2 separate regions of the Ovis aries genome follow, and region 2 is linked to region 1. A link is a contact called in public Hi-C data. All regions are on one chromosome and are shown on one strand. Each heading gives the region's core, a stretch centred on a gene start, on an enhancer-like site or on the middle of the called end of the contact. The rest is flanking DNA. Distances are from core to core; before and after follow the strand shown. Region 1 holds the start of TRIB2 (tribbles pseudokinase 2). Region 2 has its middle 220 kb from the start of TRIB2.

Region 1 (4,852 bases), core at 1,555-4,054:
TTCACAATGAAATACTCCAGTCCCAGGTGAAAGAAAGCAAGTTCACAAAGCAGCCTATGGTTGATGGTAAAAGTGTGGTGCATTATTTGTAGCACAGTTATGCAGAGTGCCCGTTTCAAAAGGGGGGGGGGTATCCCCACTTCGAACTATCTCCTTAACCCCTCCCCAAACAAAACCGACACTAAGCTAAGCTAAAATTAAGTGACAATGAATTCTTCATCTATGTCCCACTCTTGGGTAGCCTGCTCTACCGTCTTCATTTTTTTTTTTCTTTTGCAACTATTCCCCTGCTCATCCCCTTGTCTTGGAGCCCTGTGAACGCACACAAAGACACAGAGACACAAACCAGTTCAGGGTCAAAGACGAAAAGGAAACTGAAGTACCCATCTCTGTATTAGCACTGTGAATCCCCGAGGCTCCAAATGCTGGCCTCTAAACCCTACAGGCAAAGGTGTATGTTGGGCGGGTTGGGGGGTAGGTAGTGGGGGCAAATGGGTCGGGGGTGGGGGGGGCGGAGTTCAGGCAAGGAAAGCTGGAGATGAGAAGAAATAGAGACAAGAGAAAAAGACCCTAAGGATTCACAATTTCCTATACCCAGAGGTGCGCTGGTGGCTTTGATTTCCGCCCCCAACCTTCCTTTCAAGGCTCCAGGCAGAAGGAGGCTCTTTGTAAACTCCTTCCCCGCGCTGAGCCCCTGGGCTCAGCCAGAGGGGACACCTTTGTGCGTCTCTTTTAAAGGGCACCTACGGAACAAAGGTTCCACACCTGCACGCTGCCGAGAACAATGGCTGCGAAAGAAACCGAGGCATCAGCGCCTAGAAATTAGCCGGGGGATTCCCTACACGGTGCTGGCAGGGGAGGGGGCTGGACCCAGGGAGAAATCCCCGGGCCGCGGGACCCGGCGTAACGCAGAGGGGCTCCACGAGCCGAAGCGACCACGCGTGGTCGTGGCCCCCGCTCAGTCCCGCCGCCTTCTCCGCGGCGGGCTCTCCCCAGAACGCCCCCGCCGCAGCCCGCCCCATTGTCTGCAACGCTCTAAAAACTTCGCGACTAGTCGAACGCGAACAAATAAATTCAGAACCCCATTTAACAAGCCCACGGATAATTAATCAGGCGAATCTCCCTCCCCCGGACCGCAGGGCTCTGCAACCTCCCGCCCCCTCCCAAAGGCCGGGGCATCTTTTCAAAAGACAAAACAGCCAAAAGCAAACCCCGGGCTCTTTACCTTGCACACCAGCTCCTCTCCACTGTGCAGATGCACGGCCCGAAAAACGTGGTCTCCCTCCAGGGGTTCCAACAATAAGTATTTCCCAATGCAAGAAACGCAATGCGACAAGTTCGGAGTCTCAGGCGGGCTCGGGGAGCCGAGGTTCGGGCTGAAACTCTGGCTGGGTTCGGCAGATCTTATAGACGACAACTCCTCGAAATCCTGGGTTTTGTTCCGCGATCTCCCATATCTTGCTATTGTGATGGGGGTAGACCTGTGTATGTTCATGAGTGTGGGGATCGCACTCGACAAACAAAAAAAAAAACCGCTGGAGAGATGAGTCGCGGGCGAGTGCGGCTGCAGGCGCCTCCGTGCCACGGATGTTAAAAGGGATCGAGAGGGGAGGGACGGGAAGGGGGCTACGTGGAGAAAGAGTTAGAAGCACCCACCAAACGGCAGCCGCCGGGCACCTCGTCTGCTCCGAGCCCGACTCCCGGGGGGTCCTCGGTCGGCGGCAACTCGGGTCCTTTTGTTACCCCCAAAGCCGCCAGCGATTTGCAGAATCTTCGCACTTTTAGTTTCTCTCTCGCGCTCGCTCCTTTTGCAGCGTGGATCTGGACTTGTAACCGGATTGCTAAGGTGAGGAGCTGCAGCTCTGGGGCTCCCGAAGCAGTCCCCACGCAGGCTCCCGAGGCAGACGGGGCGGAGGAGCCTCGCTGTAGTTTGTGCAGTCTTCGGGGAGCGCACACGGCCGCCGCTTGGTCTCGGCGCGTTAGAAACCAAACAAAAAGAAAAAGGAAACAAGCCCGGGTACCGGCTCGCGCCGCACCGCAGACTGAATCCGCGCTGCACCCCCTTTTTTGGTGGAAAGGGTGGGGGGCGTGGAAGGCGGGCGGGGGGGAGGTTGCCGGAGAGGGTCCGGAGAGGGTAATTACCTACGTTTTAACTGTAGATGGCGTCTGAGGCTTTTCCAAGATCGCTAGAGCTCTCCAAAATTTAAACAAACAGACAAAAAGAAAAAAAAAAAAAAATAGCAAGGGAGCATTTAACTTAGAGCGGTCAGCGCTGCCAACAAAAGATTGCAAAAGCCGGGCACGGAGTTGCGGGCCGGGCTCAGGTACGCGACAAAGCCCAGGGCTTGGCCCGCCGGGCGGAGGTCAGCACCGGCTCATGCCGTCGCCGCTCCCTCGCGCTCTGGATAGGCCTCCGGAGAAAGCGAGAAGTGCGCGCAGGAAGGACGAGGGTAGATCAATGGTCTCCGGTGTCCCCGACACGAGCTTCCGGGGGTCCTCCCGGCGCAGGAAAGGGATGCACCTCCAGCCCAGTCAACCCACGCCGTCTCCTCTCTCGCTCTTTTCACTGGATCGCGCCTTGGAATAATTTGCCACCGCTCCGTCACCCCTTACCCTCAACCCAAACTGCCTGGCGGGGTTGTTTGGAGAAAATTGACGGCTTCTCTTCTTCTTTGATTTTTGTTCTTCCCCCCACCCGGAGGTTAAGAGAAACGTGTATTGGAAATGGAAGGGGACGGCCGACGGTGCCCGAGGCCAATCCCCGAGCTCAGCACGCCCGCATCTCTCGGCGAGGCGGTATTAATAGTTACTTACGTGGCCGGGGATCTCTGCGCGAGCGGGGCTGTGTGTGTGCGCGCGCGCGCCTCGCTCGCGCTCGGTCTCCCCATTCAATGTCACCGACACATTTCCACTGAGCCTCCGCCCCCCTCTCCCCCCCAACTCCACCACCACCCGGCGGCACCAGCGACTGGCTGAGCGCAGCGTCGGCCCCGCCCCGCCCCCGCCCGGGGCCCCCCCTCATTGAGCCGGAGGCCCATCAATCAGCCTCTCCGCTGCCAGTCCTCTGGCAGCTCCCCGCGCCCGCAGGCGGCTGCCACTGCCATTGCAGCTCCCGGCTCCGGACGCGAGCGCTCGCCTTCCCCCTTCCCCCCCAGGATGGCTCAGCCCGGGTGAGGTAAACAAAGTGCTTTATCCACCCGGGGCCCGGAGCCGGTGAGGTAGCGCACCCCGCCAGGGAGGGACTGTCCCGGCGCCGCCACCGGCTAACTGCGCGCCCTGCTGCAGGCGGCGGGGCGACTTCTGCCCCGCCGCCAAGTCCCTAAGAAGCTCCATCAGTGACGAGTGGACTTCCTAACTCGTTCATCTTCCCGGGTGCTCCTCCCCAGCAAGCTGGGCATCCTCTGAGCGTTCGGACACCGCTGCTCACATAGCTCTTTTCCTTGGAAGATGTGCTTGCCGCACCGAGTTTCAAAAATCAGTTTCATTATCTTTTTCCAACACTCTCCTCCCCGTATAAGAAAAAACGGATTGCTTGCTTTTAGTTGGTGTCCCCCTCCACCCTCCACCTACCATCAGGCTTTTAGTATTTTTCTGCCTGCCAAATACCAGCTCAAAGACATCTTTTAACTCAGACCGCAGGTAATCACTAATTCTTCCGCTCCCAAGACATGCCCAGAGGGCTTTGGCCCAGGCAAACAGTGCTGGCGCATACCTTCTGCGAAGCTTGGGGCCCCTTCAGTCCGAGTCCCTTTCTCTTGTTCTCTTTATGTTTCCTCCCTCAACACACGTGGACCACAGAGGCACTTGGCACTGGAAATCAGATGAGGGCTGCAGGTTCACTCCAGTTATTCCCAATTTCCATAAGAGGTGCCAGTCCTCTGATTTAGGCTAGAACTTGAACAGAGGCCTGGACTGCCAGGCCTTAATCTAATGTATCCTGGTAAACCAAGCAATCTGATTGGGGACCAAAACAAACAAACAAACAAACCCAAGGGGCTGAGAAAGGGGAGTTTAGAATACTCTGAACTTTTATACCCATGTATGCATATTTTCTGGAGAAGGCAATGGCACCCCACTCCAGTACTCATACCTGGAAAATCCCATGGACGGAGGAGCCTGGAAGGCCGCAGTCCATAGGGTCCAAGAGGGTCAGACACAATTGAGCGACTTCACTTTCACTTTTCACTTTCCGCTTTCATGCATTGGAGAAGGAAATGGCAACCCACTCCAGTGTTCTTGCCTGGAAAATCCCAGGGACGCGGGAGCCTGGTGGGCTGCTGTCTATGGGGTCTCACAGAGTCAGATAGGACTGAAGTGACTTAGCAGCAGCAGCAGCAGCATGCATGTTTTCAGGCTTCCCAGTGGGCACTAGTGGTAAAGAACCTGCCTGCCAATGCAGGTTAGACTTGAGAGGCTTGGGTTCCATCCCTGGGCTGGGAAGATCCCCTGGAGGAGGACATGGCAACCCACTCCAGTATTCTTGTCTGGAGAATCCCATGGACAGAGAAGTCTGGTGGGCTGCAGTCCATAGGGTCGCACAGAGTGGACACAGCTGAGCAGGCACATGCATATTTTCTAGTCTGCGAGGAAAAGCGGACTATATCATGTATTGCCCGTGGCAGGACACTTAAAAAAAATATTTACTTGGCTGTGTCTGGTCTTAGTTGTGGCACCATGTGGGATCTTAGTCCTCCCCACCCACCCAACCAGGGATCAATTCCCTCCACCCATCCCCTGCATTGGAAGGTGGATTCTTAACCACTGAACCACCAGGGAAGTCCTTGGTAGGACACTTTTGAGTCACAAAAAGAGAGCTCTGTAGGATTATGACCACTGGGGCATATTTGCAATT
Region 2 (4,852 bases), core at 1,294-3,793, 220 kb before region 1:
TTAATGACAAGGACCCTTTAAAATGGTGGTATTTCTCCAGAAGAACAGCAGTCAGAGAGATGAGAGAGACTGGCTGTGGGGGAAGCTCCCCATTTCTGAGATGGAGGGGCCGCTGCCAAGGACCAGAGGGCAGCCTCTAGACACAAAGAGTGTCTCTGGCCAGCACTCAGCAAAGCAAAGGGGCTCTCAGTCCTATAACTACAAAGAACTGAATTCTGCCAATAATCCAGACAAACCTGGAGGAAGAGTCTCCTGCAGAGTCTCCAGCCCCAAGTCCAGCCTCACAGGTACCTTGACTTTGGCCCGGTGAGACCCCAAGCAGAGAAGCCATGGAGACTCCCTGGACTTCTGACCTATAGATCATTGAGATAAAGAGCTAAGGCACTAACCTCTGATAATTTGGTAGATAGCAATAGAAATCTAACGTTGTTGGTGTTCATTTGCTCAGTCGTGTCCAACTCTTTGTGACCCCATGGACTGCATCACACCAGGCTTCTCTGTCCTTCACTATCTCCCAGAGTTTGCTCAAAATCATGTCCATTGAGTCAGTGATGCCATCCAACCAGCTCATTCTCTGTTGCCCTCTTCTCCTCCTGTCCTCAATCTTTCCTAGCATCAGGGTCTTTTCCAATGAGTTGGCTCTTCGCATCAGGTGGCCAAAGTATCGGAGCTTCAGCTTCAGCATTAGTCCTTCCAATGAATATTCAGGGTTGATTTCCTTTAAGATTGACTGGTTTGATCTTTTTTGCTGTCCAAGGGACTCTCAAGAGTCTTCCCCAGCACCACAGAATCTAATAAACTAGATAAAATAAGAACGTTGCAATACAGTATTTACAACATAATTCCCTTTTTTGTTTACATATGCTCGTAATCGTGAGTTTGAATAAGAAACCCAGCTGAAGTACAAACACAATATTAGGAGTAGTGTGGTTTGTTTTGTTTTTTGGTTGGAGAATTGAACTAAGTGGAATATAATTTACCCACATCTGGAAGGCTTGATATCCTATCATTTTCATGGTCTCATGCAAACCATGGTGGCAAATGTAAGTCCTCTTCAGACTGTGGATTCACCTAGACACTGTCATACAGAATGAAGTAAGTCAGGAAGAGAAAAACAAGTATCGTATATTAATGCATATATATGGAAACTAGAAAAATGGTGCAGGTGATCTTATTGGCAAAGCAGAAATAGAGACACAGATGTATAGAACAAACGTGGATATCAAGGGGGAAGGAGGGGCGGGAGGAATGGGAGATTAGGATTGACGCATATACACTATAGATACTAGTTATAGAATAGATAACTAACAAGGACCTTACTGTATGTAGTTTAGTCACTCAATCATGTCCGACTTTTTGTGATCCCACAGAGGACAGCCCACCAGTCTCCTCTGTCCATGGGATTCTCCAGATAAGAACACTGGATTGGATTGTCATTCCCGTCTCCAGAGAATCTTCTTGACCCAGGAATCAAACCTGGGTCTCCTGCGTCACAGGCAGACTCTACCATTTGGACTACAGGGAAGACCTGTACTGTATCTCACTGAACTCTACTCATTGCTCTGTGGCAACATAAATGGTAAGGAAATCCTAAAAGAGGGGATATATGTATGTGGCTTGCCAGGCAGCACAGTGGTAAAGAATCCACCGGCCACTGCAGGAGACGCAAGAGACGTGGGTTCAATCCCTGGATCAGGAAGATCCCCTGTAGGAGGAAATGGCAACACACTCCAATATTCTCGCCTGGGACATCCCATGGACAGAGGAGCCTGGCAGGCTACAGTCTATGGATGAGATCGCAGAGTCAGACACGACTGCACACACACACACACACACACACACACACACACACGTATAGATGATTCATTTTGCTGTATAGCAGAAACTAACACGACATTGTAAAGCGACAATTCTCCAATAAAAATTGATGAATTTTTTTTCGTGGGTTCATGGAAGAAACACAGCCATTTAAGTCCATCTCAAGTGTCAGCTCATCTTGGAATCAATCAGCTGCTTGGACACATAATAGCGTAGTGCTCAGTTTGAGAAATGAACAATTAGTTTTCAAAATCTAACCTCACCACTTACAGGCTTCCTTAAACTTGGATAATTTAAATAACCTCTCATAACTTTAGTTTCCACAAAGCTGGGGTGCGGATGAGAATAGCCACCAGGTAGGGCCATTGTGAAGACACAGTGGAATAATAAATGAGTGCCTGGTTCACTACATGGCAGATGCTCCACTGAGTTATAGTTCTTTATTTATCAGAAATGAGCTGTGATAATAGTTTGTTTTTGGTCTTCCCATGGTTCTTAGGTGAGTATATTCTAATACTCTTAAATGCCTAGCACAGCGCCTGGCACTTACCAGATGCTTAAATACTTCTAGTTCAGCTAATGAATGGAAGAGTAAAATAATACTGTTTAAAACTGAAACTGTAAAATAAAAATAGAATGTTTGGCTCCTGAAGCAACACAGGTTGCAGTAACATGTGATGACCACAGGATGTCACTATAAAGAAGACAGCGCTGCATTTCAGGAACATTCTGGATACTCTGCCCCTTCCCTCTCCTGGGACTCCAGGGAAAGGACACAATCGCAATACTGTGAAGGCAGAAAGCACACTGCCAAGAATCTGCACACCTCCCTCATACTCCGCCACGCAAATCCGTGCCTTAAAAACACAACTCCTGATTTACAGAGGGAAATATTTATTCTGGGCTGGTAGACCTAAATAAAAACTCAAGAAACCTCGTTTGAGGGCAGTTTTATTTCTGCAGCCTTTTGCCTATCCTGGCTTTACATCTGCCTCTCTGGGGATGGGTAGAAGTAACATGGAAAAGAAGAAAATGCAGAGTCAAACTTCAACTCCGTTGTTACCATTTGTATGTCTGTGCAAGTTTCTCAACCTTTCTGAACTTCATTTTGTCCTGTGAAAAAAGGGCAAAACAGAGATAAAGAGATTACAGATGTGCTGTTGCAACTACAGAGATTTAAGCACAACAGCCTTCTCTAAAGACTAGTTCTCAGAGTAGCCCGGAGTCAAAGAGAAGAATCTTCTCTGCAATTCTGGAAGGATTTGGGCATTGAGCCCACAGCTACTTGGCCTGCAGCATCTATCTCCAACAGATCAACAAATTCTCTGAATAAAGCTTAGTTGGACGTGGCCCCCAACAGTAACTTTCCCTTTCAAAAAAACACACTCTGTTGAGTACAAAAAAATTGCTCCTCACCAGACTCTAAAAAAGGGTATGAATGTCATTGTCTCTCTGGCTTCCTGTGGTCTCCATAAAATCTCCAAGCAGAGTATTCTGGGCTCATAAAAATGTCCACAGCCCATTTCTCATCTGCTTTAATGACGTTTCCTAATGGCTGACATTGACATTGGCATCTTTTCTCTGGGGAAAGTGTTGTGAGACTGGCTTTCCCCTTCCCCAAAATAGCTGGTGGAACAGCCCAGGAGCTGGAATACACAGAGGCGATTTTTCTCTTCCCATGAAGAGATATATCCTCCAAGATACGGGAACTCCGCCTCATTTCCTGTGGCGACAGGCTGAGAGGTCCCATAGCCACCAAGAAGCATTTGCATCCCCACTCAAGGAGTTCAGCTTTGTGTTGTTCCCGGAGCTCTGGGAAGAGAATGAAATTAGAAAGAAAAAAAAATGACTTTAGTATCCATTATCTGTGAAAGAGGTTCTATGAGCTATGTTGTGTCAATAGGACTTCCCTTGTGATTCAGCTGGTAAAGAATCTGCCTGCAATCTGGGAGCCCTGGGTTCCATCCCTGGGTTGGGAAGATTCCCTGGAGAAAGGAAAGGCTGCCCACTCCAGTATTCTGGCCTGGAGAATTCCATGGACTCTATAGTCCATGGGGTTGCAAATAGTCAGACTCGACTGAGCAACTTTCACTTCCACTTTGTGTAAATAAGGAGATCTTATTTCAAAAAGAAGCACCTTTGTTTTGCCCAAAATATGTGATCACATCACTTGATCAGGTCACTTCAAGGACGCTAAGAAGAAAATCAGCCATGGGTGTAAATAGCTCTAAGGATAAACGTCAGCCTGGTATGTAGAATTGTGATGAGAATGTGGTGGGGTTGGGGGCTGGGGGAGAGAGGCCCTGAGAATTCACAGGAAGGGGATGTCAGGTGTGACCAGGAACTTCCTGGAAGCTGGCTGGTTGAAGCAGGACCATCCTTTGCTCTCCTTCACTGAGCACCTGCTTGATGGGGACTCCTGGACAACACAGCTCCACCCCCACCACTCTATCACTGGGGCCTTTCAGAGAAGGGTGATGCCCAAGTGGGGCTAGGCTTTCTCCTGGGTCTGGGGATATGAGGATGAATATTGTCCAATATTGTCCTCCAGGGACTCACATTAGAGTGGGAGTAGAAATGCATAAACAGTTGATTGTAAAAGAAATCAAATGATGAGAACACACAGTCCTCCAATGGCAGGGCAGAGAGAAGGGCTTATTCCCCCACCTCTCCTTGGCCCCCTGTCCCATCTCCTCTGGCCAACGGAACTTTCTCTCCCAAGTCACCATTTGCTAAAGAAACCATTGCTGCTGCCTTTCGGTGTCACACTTATTTTACCAAACAGAAGGGTTTCTTTTGATGACTTTGACCTGTGCTGTCCTTAAATGGTTGGAGAAGTCACTCTAGCACACGATGAAGACCCAATCCTGGCTCCTCCCCTTAGACCTTCAGTTTCTTGACCCCTAAAGAATAATAAAGGAACACAGTACATCATTGGGTTTTATTGTTGTTGTCGTTTTCTTTGGTTTTTCTTTTGGTCTTTGTTGTTATTGTCGTTTTTTGTTTTGCTATTGTCAGTTGAAGGGGATTAAAG

What was found. Hi-C and Micro-C count contacts between places; a contact is called where the count stands out from the background.
Region 2: a contact with region 1 is called in a Hi-C map of liver, with 3 times the contacts expected there. The contact joins the enhancer-like site here to the promoter of TRIB2 in region 1. A contact is called at or near these places in 5 of 16 Hi-C or Micro-C datasets (hypothalamus, liver, mixed tissues and 1 more).

Annotation. Positions count from the first base shown.
Region 1 is chr3:21,550,758-21,555,609 of ARS-UI_Ramb_v3.0, reverse strand. TRIB2 (tribbles pseudokinase 2) reads right to left here and starts at 2,804. Exons shown (of 3, transcript XM_042245801.2): 1 at 1,226-2,804. The coding sequence starts at 1,495.
Region 2 is chr3:21,769,537-21,774,388 of ARS-UI_Ramb_v3.0, reverse strand. No RefSeq gene overlaps it. Among named protein-coding and RNA genes, the nearest start is that of TRIB2, 220 kb to the right of the region's middle. Within about 2 kb of position 2,543, at least 3 of the 54 cell types and tissues checked have an H3K27ac peak or open chromatin away from gene starts, as enhancers often do. A contact at or near this core is called in liver, where this site is marked.